Linked DNA regions of Mus musculus: region 1 is linked to region 2. Evidence: chromatin contacts called from public Hi-C data. All regions are on one chromosome and are shown on one strand. The core of a region is the stretch at or near the end of the contact, and the rest is flanking DNA. Distances in the headings are between cores, read along the strand shown.

Region 1 (6,544 bases), core at 1,355-3,854, 580 kb after region 2:
ATTTACCACATCTATCAAATGTGTTAGACGTCCGTATTGTCAGTTCTTGCTTTTGATATTGAATATAGCACGAGCTGTTTTGAAACGAGAGTGAGGAATCTACCCCTGCCCAAGCATAGTTGTTTATATTAGTCGATGACTTTTAAGCAAAATGTAAGGTTCTCCCAGCATTGGGAGGAACAGGATAAAACTATCCATGTGTGCTCTGTCCATTGCTTCCTGCCTCTCTGCGAAGCCTGGCCATCCTCCTTTGGAGTGGACAGAGGCTGTGTTGACTCCCTAGTTACTCCTCCCTCTAGAGTCTTAAAATAATTAGCTCATTCTCTAGCAGAGAGTGGTACCCTAAATGTAAGGAAATTCTTCCCTCCTACCTGGTCTCAAGAGCAGCAGGACTCAGCTCTTTTCATCTTTAGATTCCTAGAGCAAATTCGAACACCTAGTACAGAAAATGAACCCAGTCACTATTTATTTGAATAAAAGAGAGCATTTTTTAAGTGACTCCCAAATTCAGCCACTCAATTCAGCTTAACTGACACTTTAAGAGGGAAGATTTTAAAGGGTGTATAGATTATTCTGAAGTTTATTTAAGAGATCTTTTAAAAGTGAAGTAACATATCTTTGTAAACACTTTTAATCACAAATGCAACAAATGATTTTCACTTAGTTGAGGTGATGTTTGAAGTGTTCCCTTGAACCTTTAAAGTATCAAGGAAGGTGACACAAAGTATTCCATCAGACAGAATTTTCTACTGCGATTATATCCACCAAGTATTCTTATTATATGTTTCAAGTGAGACACAGGAATAGTGACAGCCCATATGTTCAATATGTTTAACAGTGACTATAATACTTCTTACCATTGTCTACTGAGCATCACCAACAATCATATTTAATTAGGGGCATATCTTAAATCAGATTTCAGTCACTTTCCTGTAGATTGTCACACTTAACCCTAGAGCATTCATGTGGGATGCTATTGCTATCCTCACCTTACAGAAGATGAAATGGAGGATTCTAGATAATAACTCCCTAGCAACGAGTAAGCTGTATTTATCTCCTAGACACTGGCACTGGGACTAAGCACAGGAGATCTAGTACACTAAATATCTGCTAATAGACAGAGGGATTCATTCCTAGCCATACTAACAACAATGAACAGCAAGGAAAAACCCACAAAGCAGTTCCCTGCCCTCAGTGAGGGCACATTTCTAATGCCGACCTCTTAGAAATCTGTTCAAGGTCAGATTATACCAAGGCAAAAAGGTTCAGTTTTGCATTTTATATGAACAAATGGAGCATAGCGTGTAGCTTGCTTATAATAAACTCTCTTTGATAACTATTTAGGGACAAACACCTCCAATCCATATATCTCTCAAATTCCTTGGGGTCCTGGAGGGTTGTTGATACAGCATGGCTGAGCATAGAATTATCTAGTCACCATGTAGTGTTAACAGTCTGAGCTGTTCATAAGGGCTCGTGCCTGTGCAATCCTGGTACAGGGAAGCCGAGGCTAGATGGGATACAGAATGACACCCTGTGTCAAAACCAGCACATTTTATTGTCTACAGTTAAAATGATAAAGATAGCATACAGAATGGTGGTAGTCAGTAAGCGTAAGCAATTATGAGCAAGACGTAATGATGTAGGCATGAAAAGTCATAACAAAGTACACTATCATATCTACCAGCTTAAAATTAATAGAGCTATAGATGATGAAGTCCTCTCACTCTTACAAGGGCAGACATGATACAAAGGCTACATACAGATATTTGCCTAATGATTTCTATAAATAAAAGCCTCGTTTCCTTTATGGGCAAATGAGAATGGATCTTAATATGTTGTAGCATAAATAATTGCACACACCCTATCCAGAATGTGTGAGATGCATTTCCAGAGGAAATTTCACTGAATCTGTTTTCGAATGTGCTAGGCCTCCAAGAGAACAGAATGGGACTTTCTGCATGATTGGCTGCTGTCCCCTGGGCAGGGTCAGAGAAGCAAAAGGCTCCCTCTTTGTTTCTGAAAGAATTTATCTTAGTTCTATGCAGAGCAGACATCGTTTAGTATAAAAATCACAACAGTAATGAAATGCCCTAGTATAACGCCTACATGAGACTTGCTCTGCCCAGCTTGGAAGCTCTTCTCACTTTGGAAAGCAACAGTTTCTGCAAACTAACCAAAAATTATTCACTTGTCTTCAGATCACAAGTTCTTCCTAGAGTAGACCTTGCAAAGCAGACAGCACACTTCCTTCAGGTAGAATGGCAGGCACAGGAAAGGGCTGATTAGTGTAGCATGGTCCAACCTCACCAGCAACGTGCAAATTGTTTTCTCCACTATGACTGAGCCCGAATCATCCATTAACACACACACACACACACACACACACACACACACACACACACACACACCACCACCACCACCACCACCACCATCACCACCACCACCACCACCAAACAAGTTGTTTTGAAGTAACAAAATGTCACTACTTGGTTACACATGAATCCATTTCTTACCTTTTTCCATTACCCAAAAACTTTCCATCAGTTGGACTCACATGAAGCCTGGGAGTGTCCAACTCTGTCTGTCACTTTTCATCAAACTTTCTTCAGCTGAGAATGGTTCCTCTTTTCATTCTGGTCACTTACTTCCTTCTTTGGCTCCTCCTCCCTTCAGTGTATTTAATACTTGCAAAGTTTCCTGGTTCGTGAGGAAGTTGCCGTCAGATACTGCAGAATTATAAATGACCCTCCCTCTTTGTAGGTGGAACTTTTTGAAGTGTATATTTCATTAATATGTCAAACCTAGATGATTTTTCTTTTTTGAACAATTTTACCATGTTCACTTTAGAATCAATCATGTAGTTTGTTTTCTTCAAAGAGGTTTTAAAACTCATAATAACATAGGCCTTGAGTATTTTTGTTTCTTTGCTTTGTGATTGGTGGAACAATCCATATTTAAATATGAAGCTACAATGCACAACCCTAAAATTAAATATCTGCTGAACTAGTGCCCGTATGTTGGTTCAGAATGTGTTTATTATGTTGTTGTAATTGTTATTGATACCATCATCACCATCACATTCATTAAATAAAGGTTTCCCAAAGAACGTCCTGAGGCATACTACTCTGGTATACTATTTGACTGATTTTCATGAGGTAAACTTGTCAAGTATCTTTTATTAGGAGACTCACTAGCACATAGGGATGTTACAGATTGGCAGAAATCTGATAGAAAGCAAACTAAATCCAGCAAGAAAGAAAAAAAATGCTTTATTTTGTTAAGTAAGAGTAGTTAGTTCATTCCTAACACTAGGTATCATAAGCCTTTAGTGTAATACCCAAGAAATTCTTAGAGGAGAAATGCCACCATTAATCTTAGTTTATAGGCAGAAGCACAGCGGTAGAATGTCTACTCCCCAGAGACATGGACCCAGCGCTGTGAGAAGAACCACTGTTCGTCATGTAATGGACTGCCTGTCAAGCTTCCACATAGAATCTTTCTGTCTTATCATCTCTAAGAGCCAGCCCCATGGAAGGGGGCGGTGGGGAGAACTGCTGAATCGAACAGATACTAAGTGAGTTAGATAGATGATGTAGAAATAGTCACGGAAATATTGCCTTTTAGACTGTGTCAGAACTCCTTTGATCAAATAGGATTAACCTTGTATAAACTGGTTTAAAAGAAGAGGGAGGCCAGGGATATAGATTAGAGGCGTGTGTAAGGTTCTAAATTAAATTGCCAGAGCTACGGGGATGGAGCAGTGAATACACGCCCTGAAGCTCCTGAGACCCAAAGAAGGAGAAGCCACTGGGCCCACACAACATTTAAGACCTTAGAAGGAAGGCAAAGAAATATACAGTTCTAGAGAACAACAAAGAGCAGGAAGACAGATGCACGGCTCTCAGTGGACAGGAAATGAAAGCCTGAAACCAAGTTAGTGGGCATGAGAAGAGTTTACTAAGGCAAGAGTAATCCGGTGGGGCAGGGAAGCTGGGAGAGCAGCAAGTGAGCCACTTTTCCTGATGCACTTAAATGCAGTAAGGTATGAGCTGACCTCTCTCTCTCTCTCTCTCTCACTCTCTCTCTCTCTCTCTCTCTCTCTCTCTCTCTCACACACACACACACACACACACACACACACACACACACATGCACATGCACGGGCACACACTCACACATGCCCACATAAATATGCACATGTGCGTGCATAGATGCACATACAAACAGATGAACACACATTTGTGTGAATGTATATAGTCTCCTCTAAAAGTGCAACTAAGGCAAACTAACTAACTCCTCTTGAAATGTATTAAGGACTAAGAAATCAGAGGGCAGTTACCTGGCTCTTACCTCAAATAGGAACCTTTTTTAAGTAGCAGAATTTATCTTCAAGATTATGGAGGAAACAATGTTTCTGTTAAAAATTGAGTTGTTATGTAACTATTGTTTTTATGGCTTAGGTGCAGTTTTAAACTGTGTTTTCTTAACTCCCAGTCTTTAGTGTAGCAAGATACCCCTTGCTTTTCTTCCCAACCTCTTTTCTTTTAACCACAACAGCTGCATCTAAGCTTATTTTGGTCATTTTCATTTCCTGCTTCCTTCCTTCCTTCCTTCCTTCCTTCCTTCCTTCCTTCCTTCCTTCCTTCCTTTCTTTCTCTCTCTCTCTCTCTCTCTCCCTCTCTCTCTCCCTCCCTCCCTCCCTCCCTCCCTCCCTCCCTCCCTCTCTCTCTCTCTCTCTCTCTCTCTCTCTTTCTTTCTTTCTTTCTTTCCTTTTTGCCATCCTATGGTTTGGGTAGTCTAAAACTTGGGACGTAATTTATTGATCTTCACTATAATCTAGACTGGACAATTATTCAAGTACATTTCTCCCATATAGATTGATGGTAGCAATTTTCTTTATATCAAATATTGATTTCTTTTAACAGTGGGATTTTTTAAATGCTTGAACTGAGTAGGCAGGGGCACATAATTATGTATGTAAATTTTGAATATTTGTCATATTCATGAAATTGTCCTTGACATTCCATAAAGGGTTCGAAAGCTTCATGTTATTTGCTACAGATAGTCCAGGAATCTATGTCTTGAAATAAAGCATTACATGGTCTGGTAAAGGTAGCATACTTAGCCAGCAAATTACTTTTTGTATATAGGCTTATGTGGTTAATCCACAAAGTAATCAGATTGTTAATACCAGATTGCTAATACAGTCTTCTAATCAGTAAAATTTTACCACGCGTGTGGAAAAAGTCATGAAAAAATTAAAGTGAAGAAGCGTGTAAGTGAAGCTGGGAGGAAAAGGCATGGATGGATTGAAGCCAAACAAACCCATGCCAGTAACAACAGGCAAAATTAAAATGGACGATTCTCTGCACGTACAGGACAGGTTTCACTGGAAGATAGTTTTTGGTGTGGGAATGTCTTCAAATCTGAAAGTCTGTCAGAATCACTGATGGAGGTTTCAAGAGTGAATTCCTAGGATTCCGACGAGGCTGCTCCATTACACCTGGAGTACTCATTGTTATCTGCAGATAAGAGCAATATTGAAGTACCTCATGGGCATGGGAACTGGGAGAGCAATATCTTACAGAGTGTTTAGTCAGAGGTTTCTTTAAAATTATCTTATACTTTTCTGTCGTGTTTGGCATTGCTTCCATTACTATGTACCGCCTGTGTACCAAACAAAAACAAACAAACAAACAAATAAACACATGGTTATTACTGATTTAATACCACCCCCCATCTGAATGAGGCACAGACCTGTGTACTTTAGACTCCAGCTCAGGAAGTAGAAACTTGTGGCTGCTCACGTGCAGGTTGTGCAGACACAAAGGGTCAACTGCATTTATTTAGTCTGGGCCTTTTTCTACTTTTCCATTCTCTACCACAGCCTTTCCAAGCATCATTTTACATGAATTAAAGAATTACAGATGCTTCTCCTAACTGGCGGCTGCATTCCACATCCTTGGAAATATTAAGGAGAATTTCTTTAGGACAAGCTTGTAAATGGAAGCTTTGAATCCCTGAGTATGAACACTTGTAGTCCTACTGAATCCCAAATGGCTGCTACTATGGCATATATACCATTTATACACAGAGCCTAGCAATACATGAGAGATCCCTCTTTTTTCTCCCCATTGCCAGTATTTGATATGTTGACAATTTTAACTACTTACATAGATCACAAATGAAAGCCGCCATGTTGTTTGTTGGTTTGATTTTACTACCATGGAGCTGAGAACAATTGCTCTCCTTGAGGTGTTTCCCCCTTTGGTGCAGGATATGTTGTGGGAAAGAGGTGGGGTAGAGCATTCCCACCCTTCTATAATCTTTCTAAAAAATCTAATCTGAAATTCCTTAACTTGTATATGGAAGTTTCAATTTGTTAAATTATTTCAATTTTGGGGGGTTTTTCTTGGGGGGGCAGGAATTGTAGAAATCTAACCTGATATAAACACCTAGCCACAGAAATTACAGATGATAAATTAAGTTCAAAGGACCCTGAAGAATGAGCGTTGGGGGGTGTTTCTATGCTAATAGACAA
Region 2 (7,418 bases), core at 2,320-4,819:
CCTTAGAGCTGTGCTCTGTTCTTAGCACCCAGGTTATGCTATGGTTCTAAAACTTTAAAGAAATGAAGTTCTCACTGTCTCTTTCTTCGTTGTCACTGGTCTCATACATTGGCTCTCAACCCTCCTAACAATGCTTCCCTTTAATACAGTCCCTCATGTGGTGGTACCCCCCCCAACCATAATATTATTTTCACTGCTGCTTCCTAACTGTAATTTTTGCTACGGTTATGAATCGTGTTATAAATATTTGTGTTTTCTGATGATCTAAGGTGACCCTCTAAAAGGGCCATTCAACCTTCAAAGGGGTCACCATCCACAGGTTGAGAAATGCTGTCTCCTGTGATTTGCGCTTCTGCGATTCCTTGGGAAATATTTTCTGGTGTACCATGATTTTACAGAGGTGACTTTGTGCTTGGGTTTGGTTTAACATCGTTGTAGACACTTGTATCAGCAAGGTTCATTGCTCATACGGTATTATCTTTGTTGTTGTGTTAGCCTTCTCCACCTTGTCTGAATGCAACATAGCTTAGTTTAAAGGGGAATGGCAAAACCAAACATACTGGCATGCACTTACAGACCTCATACTTGGAGGACTAAGGGAGAAGGATGGCAAGTTCAAGACCAGCCTGGGCTACTACAAAGGAAGTCTGAGGTTATCCCAAGCATTGTAATGAGAACTGTCTCAAAAACAAACAAACAAACAAACAAAACCAGGAAAAAGAAGAATTGGGGCTAGCAGTAAGGTTCAACAGGTAAAGGTGATTGTTTCTAAGCCTAAACCTGAGTTCAAACCCCCAGTACCCATTTGGTGGAAATAGAACCAACTCTCATAAGTTGACTTCTGACTTCCACATGTATAAATGAATATATATATTCATTTAGAACTAGACCCAGGGCCCAGGAAATGAAGTTCATAAAGTGTTGTCACACAAGCAGAAGGACTCCAGTATTTGCATAAAACTCTGGGTGTGGCACGGAACACCTATGACCTTAGTGCCTGAGCAGTGCCTAAAATAGGGTGCTATTAGGGCTTACTGGCCTGCCAGCCTAGCTCAGTCAGGAAGCCCAGGGTCCCAGTGAGGGAGACCGTATCTAAAGCTATCAGATGGAGAATAGTTAACAGAGATACCAGACATTGATGTCTGGTGTCACATGCATATATATCTACACACTCACATGCATGCTTATACTAACACTCACACACACACAGGAAAAGTTCCCACAGATATTGGGGCGAAAATACAGCGGAAGTAAAGAACATAAAAAGAAAACGATCCCTATCCTATTAGTCCGTGTTCGATAGGAGAGTTGACCTCAACTGAACCCAAGCCAGAGGATGATCTCATTTTGCTGAACTTGCGACCAAATTGAGCTCATTTAATTGTTTCTTGAAACCTCAATTGATTCATTAAAATAATTGCCTGGAAAGAAAACCTATGATTTCTAAAATTACTACCAGAAGAAAATTAGCACATTCTCCAAGTTAGACCAATTTTTTGGTTCAAGTATCTTCTTTAAACCCCTGTCCATAATCTGAGGAAAGGGGGGGAGGAGGAGGAGGAAGAGGAGGAAGAGGAGGAAGGAGGAGGAAGGAGGAGGAGGAGGAAGGATGAGAAGGAAGAGGGGGAGGAGGAGGACGAGGAGGAGGAGGACGAGGAGGAGGAAGAGGAAGAGGAGGCCCTTACATGATTTTCAGTGAATATACTTTATGGAAAAATGAGCATGTATTGACCAATGTGCTGGCTGGCTCTATCTGTGGTCACCACATTGCAGATGATTCTGAAAAAAACGGATGTTTTCTTCCTTGAGAATTCCATCAAGTGTGTGTGGGGGGGTCACATTTTAATAACTATTAAGCTATTGGTTCTCTCTGTCTCATCTGCTTATGATGATGTCACAAGGTCCTGGCTTATTATGTGTACAGTCCACCACTTTGGGTCTTGATTGTCATCAAAAGAATAATAGTAGAAATTCCTCCCTACTAAAATGAATTCTCCAAGGAACAAATTGTTTGTTGTTGTTTTGTTTTGTTTTGTTTTGTTTTGTTTGTTTTGTTTCATTTCGCTTTATTTGTTTCTTTGTTTTCTGTTCTTGTTGTTTTGGTTTGTTTAGAAACTCAGATTCAGTATAAAGGGCGAAACAAAGATGGACGGGTGGAATGGGTCCCTCTTTTCTGTGCTACTTCCTGGGGGTGCTGAGGGCATATTTTGTGAGCACATGCATGGAGTTCTTAGTGAGCGCAACTCCATGGAACCCGAGACCCTTGCTCAGACACACAGTGCAGCCCTCTGGAGAGGAGCTTCCCCCACCCCCTTCGTGCACAATAGGCAAATCATAGTGGGGGGGGGGCGAGTAGAAGGCAATGTTCTTTTCTTCTCTGATGCTTTTGCCTTGAGGGTACTTGTATCTACCTTGTAGGTAGGGCGACCATCTCCCCCCCCCCCAAAAAAAAAACAATGTAGGATACTGGTGGAATGATTCGTGACCAACAAGCAATCTTGGTTTCTCCGTGGTCAGTGTACCTCCCCTCCCCCACAGCACTTTGCCGGTGCCCAAACCAAACTCAAGGGAGAGTCTATTCACTCAAGGTCACAGAACTGAAGCAGTCCCTGGGTTGTCTCTGCAATTTTTACATAACACTGAGAGGAAATCATTATCTGCTGGAATTAGGCAATTATGGTGAAGAAGGCCTCATTTGTACCTCTTACTAGTTTGTGACCTGGGGCTTATCTAGAATGGCAAACTAATTAGCTGTCATTAACTGCTTAGAGCAGCTGCGTTGTTACAGACCACTGTAGACAACACACACACACACACACACACACACACACACACACACACACACACACCACTGACGAAAGTCTCATTTACTTCCCAAGCTTTGCAAACCGAGGTGGGAACATGGGCAGGGAAAAGGCCTCTTTTCTCAGTAATCTAGAAAAACAAGTACGCTTGAAAAACCTAAAAGCTACCAACAAGAACAGTGATGATCCTGGTGTTGAGACTTGATACTTGACTGTCTGAGATTTGAGATACCCAGAAAAGATGACACATCGCTTGGGGCTCATCTATCCTTACGATCACGTCCTGGGAGGGGTGGAAAGGAGTTTTTGTCTATTTGTTTGTTTTGTTTTGTTGCAAAGCCAGTGGGGACACTTTCAGATAAAACCTGCAAGGGTGAACCCCAATTCTCTCCAGCTTTAATTTCTAACTAGAGAACAGAGATATGAGTACCTGCCACTCAGAACCGTTGCAAGAATGCAAGCAGATAAGTTACAGAAAGGGTAAAGGCCGGTCATCAGGTCATAAGTGGCTCCCCAAGTATTCCGTTGGGCAGTTCTGTCCCCTCGCTTCCCATTTGTTCCTAACCCCTGTTTTGGCACGGGAGAGTGGAGGTTACAGAGGATTGCGGTGGCCTTCTGTCATTTCTCACTCCGAACGTCTCGGGATGCTTTTGTTCCAGGCGGTAACACCCACACATTTTCAATGCTTCCTGTATCACGTATAACCTAGGTCCGGAGCCAGTTACTCGTAGCAGAAGCAAAGAGGATGTGGGGCCAGTAGAGGGCAGCAGAGAGGCAAAAATGCCCAAGCTCTGAGAGTGTGGGGACCAAGTCATGATGACGGGACAGAAAGTACTTTTGAACGTTCCTTTCATTTTAAACCAAGGTTAAGAAAGTTAACTGCAGTGCAGCCACCTCTCAGAACCTTGTCATCCTCAATATCACCTGCACTACGCTTCTTAAGTTTACTATTATCATCTTCTTTATGTAATCATATTCAATTGAGAATTTTCATGCAGCAACAAACCTCAAAGGAAATCTATTTGGATGTCTTTATTGGAAATGTGAGAAAAACCAAGGCTGCTGAGAGAAAACACTACTTTGTGGCTGAACTGGGAATAACTCCTCATCCTTGCTCTGAGCCCAAGCCTTAAACCCTGACCCCCAACCATAAACAAGCAAACACTAGATAGAATAGTAAGTTTAAAGAAATGTATGCTTACAAGACACCACAGGGAATATGAAAGAATGTTAATTTCTGAGTAGCAGGTAGCTTTAGACTATTATGGACTTAAAAATCACAAAAATGTCTTGGGCCAATATCTCACTGGAAATGCCTTCATATTTAGAGCTATTTGAATAACATCTAGTAGTGATTCTAGAGGTAGGGGGATAGCCAGCCTAAAACAATGGCTTTTGCTTTTGTCTCTAAGGTCTTATATCAAAACAACACACTCCCTCTGTCCCTGTAGAGGGGACAGGAAAAGTGACAGGCAGAAAGCCATGTACACAGAGTTCTGGTCCAGAAAAAACACTGGCCATTCCACTTAGAACTATTTTAACCTGGATGCTCTTGATCCCATCAAGAAAAGAATGTTTACTCTGAATAGAATTCTGTCAGTCAGGAAGCCCGAGGATTAAAAGTGAAGTATCCAAATGCTAGTTAGTCAAAACACAGCGGGAAGAAACTCGGTCTTCAGCTGTCATTGTTCTGAAGGATAAAGCAAAACTGAAGGTCTACTTGACAAGTTGTTAGCACAACCAACCCAAGGTATTTAAGAGAACAATGGTTTCTCTTAGGATGTGGGCCATTTGCTTAAGCACTTTCACCTTATTAAAGAAAAGGAGCCAAGTTGTAGGGTTTTTTTGTTTTTTTGTGTGATAGTAATGATACTAGTAATTATTTAGATCTTTTTTAGTCTCTGTGTCCCATGCATATACGTGATAAAAAGAGTAGGATATATTATTTATTAAAATATACTATATTATATATTCACATGTATTTAAAATAATATATGGTGGGGCTTCCTTCAAGAAATGAGATCCCTGTGTAAGAGCGTCTTGGGTGCTGAGGAGACAATGAACTGCAAAGTGCATAAGGATCACAGCAGAGCGAGCCATCTTCAGAGAAACCCCGCCCCCTCATCACTGGCTTTCTGGTATCACCTTTTAAATTGTCCTGTAGTAAGAGAAAATCTAGTGCCAAGGGACCTGTCACTCCAGAGGAGTGCTCAGTGGGCTCTTTCTGGGTGTGCCTGAAATGTTGCTGATGCTTCATGCTTAATAACTTTAATGAAAATTTAATAAAGATTACACATGCTCACGATTATAGACAGGCTGTTTGGTGGCCTTTGCTTATACATTTGATATATATATAATATACAATTATATATATATATATATATATATATATATATAATGAATGCCTAGGTATTCTGACTTTTTTTTAAAGCTAAAACAGTTAATTTATGCACCCTGCCTCCCTAATAAAAAGACTCCTAGTGAAAATGAGATTTGTCTGACGACATGTATGCATGGCTCTTTTATTAGCTGAAGTATTTAATAGACTAGTAAGAAGCCATTTTCTTCCTTGCTTGCTTCATAGCTTGCATTGCTGTCTCAGGCTTTTGTTTAGACAATTGAGTTATAAACACACACACACACACACACACTACCTGACTTTTTCACCAGGAATTGGTAGAACCTGTACTTGTACGTGGAATTACAACAGCAGAGACAAAGGACATGCCATAATCAATTCAACTGTGATTCGTCTGAGTCTGGTTTGGCTACTTTGTTAGTTGAAAGAATAGAATGCTGCTGAAGGTTCCTTTAGCTGGCAAAGCCAAAGGTCAAGTACAGCCCTGTTCAGTTCTGAGCTTAAGTTAGTGGTGAGCACAACGCTTCGTCTCCAGAATGTATTCGTTCTATGTTGGGATTGTTCATCTGGTCAATGGTCGTTTTCACTTTCTAGCCCTTGTGAATCGTGGGGAACACAGTAAAGCGTAACTGCTCGTTTCAAAGAACTCACAAGGCAGGAGGGAAAGCACAATGAGTGAGACTGAGATGCAGACAGTTCTGCCTGGGGAACTCTGGGCGTGGGGTGAGGGCTCTGGTTTGGGGGAGGGGCAGCAATCAACATATGTGAGCCCCTGGGCTTGCTATTAGCACTTCTAATGCATATGGTGGCTGGGCCTGGCTTTCATTGCTGCACTCAGAAAGAGGCAGGTGGATCTCCACAAAGACAACTTTGTCTACACTGGGAGAGTACCAGCCTAGTGAGACTTGGTCTAAAAAGAAAAAAGAAAAAGAAATGACGACAACAAAACAGGAAAGAATATGGTGTTCTCTGTAGGGGCGTTAGGGGAACATTACCTGAAACCAGAAATCAACAAGACTGAGATATGGAAGCATGACCGGGTAATAGGAGACAGAAAAGGACAGTTCAAAGTGTGTTAGCAACTCAGCTTGTGGCTGCAAAGGTAGATCGGATCTGCATGACCTTATTGGAGCTCCATATAAGCAGCATTGGTCTCATTGTGTGGGACATAGAAAATCCTCAGTAAGTTCTTTGGTTGGTCTTGTGTTGCTGGGATTGAAACCAGAGCCTTCTGCAAGCTGGCCATGAGCTTTACCACTGAGCTGAAACCTCACCCCCAATGCCATCAGTTGTTTTTGTTGTTGTTGTTGGTGGTGGTGGTGGTGGTTTTTTTCCTTAGATGTTTGTGTGGTTCTGAAGGCCAAACTCGGGGCTATCAATCGGTTTTCAATATGGGAACATACATGATAATGTTCTTGAGAATGACTGCTGGAAACGGTGTGGGCCATGTACATGAGAATGTCCCTTAACCTGTGGTGGTGGGTGGGCAACAGAGATGCTGCAATAGATCATAGCGGTGTTCAGAGGAAGCCATTTAAAAGAACGAAGTCACATAGAAGGAAACATTGTAAGTATGTAGATGTTATAAAGCATCCCAAACATTAAATAACATTGAAATTCTCATTAGAAAAAGGTTTTCTTTTTGTTTGTTTGTTTGTATTTATTTTTTTAACAATTTATGTGAAAAAGATAAAAGTATAGAAACACTTTTTTGTTGTTGCTGTTTTTTTTTTTTGGTTTTGTTTTGTTTTGTTTTTCTGAGATAGGGTTTCTCTGTGTAGCCCTGGCTGTCCTGGAACAAACTCTGTAGACCAGGCTGTCCTAGAACTCAGAAATCCTCCTGCCTCTGCCTTCCAAGTGCTGGGATTAAAGTGGTGTGCCACCACTGCCCAGCAGAAAAACTCTTTGATTCCAAATGGCATTTTATACACATGTATGTGATTGAAGGTATTGTTGGATGTTAATAAGGGACTGCTAGGCACAGATAGAACTCCACAACACACAATCTAATGACAAAGTTCATTGTTTCTCGGGCCTCAGATAGCAGTTTCTCCTTACCTAGCAATGATCCTTCAGCGATGCTGCCCATTTTGTTCAGTATCAGAATGCTATGAGCAGGCATTATCTGTATTTTCCCATCCTATTTCCGGTGGATGGAAGCCCTCTGCTGGTTATTGATCCCATAGCAAGACCATGCTCTTTTTCAACTGAGTGGGGAAAGCTACATACTATGGTAACATATAGGTTTTCAATGC

What was found. A called contact is a pair of places that touch in the nucleus more often than the background predicts.
Region 1: a contact with region 2 is called in a Hi-C map of the N1E-115 cell line, with 7 times the contacts expected there. The contact joins the promoter of Gapt here to the enhancer-like site in region 2. A contact is called at or near these places in 1 of 39 promoter capture datasets (the 3T3-L1 cell line), 11 of 484 Hi-C or Micro-C datasets (B cells, the N1E-115 cell line, adipose-derived mesenchymal stem cells and 6 more) and 3 of 115 datasets of contacts at active chromatin or transcription factors (astrocytes, bone marrow-derived macrophages and embryonic stem cells).

The regions. Positions count from the first base shown.
Region 1 is chr13:110,354,568-110,361,111 of GRCm38.p6, forward strand. Gapt (Grb2-binding adaptor, transmembrane) reads right to left here and starts at 2,605. Exons shown (of 3, transcript NM_177713.3): 1 at 2,517-2,605; 2 at 372-436. It overlaps Gm41058 (a long non-coding RNA gene), which reads left to right and starts at 3,877. Exons shown (of 3, transcript XR_873950.2): 1 at 3,877-4,045.
Region 2 is chr13:109,772,727-109,780,144 of GRCm38.p6, forward strand. All of the region lies in intron 7 of Pde4d (phosphodiesterase 4D, cAMP specific), which reads left to right. Among named protein-coding and RNA genes, the nearest start is that of Mir1904, 130 kb to the right of the region's middle. Within about 2 kb of position 3,570, at least 125 of the 459 cell types and tissues checked have an H3K27ac peak or open chromatin away from gene starts, as enhancers often do. A contact at or near this core is called in B cells, the N1E-115 cell line, bone marrow-derived macrophages and 2 more, where this site is marked.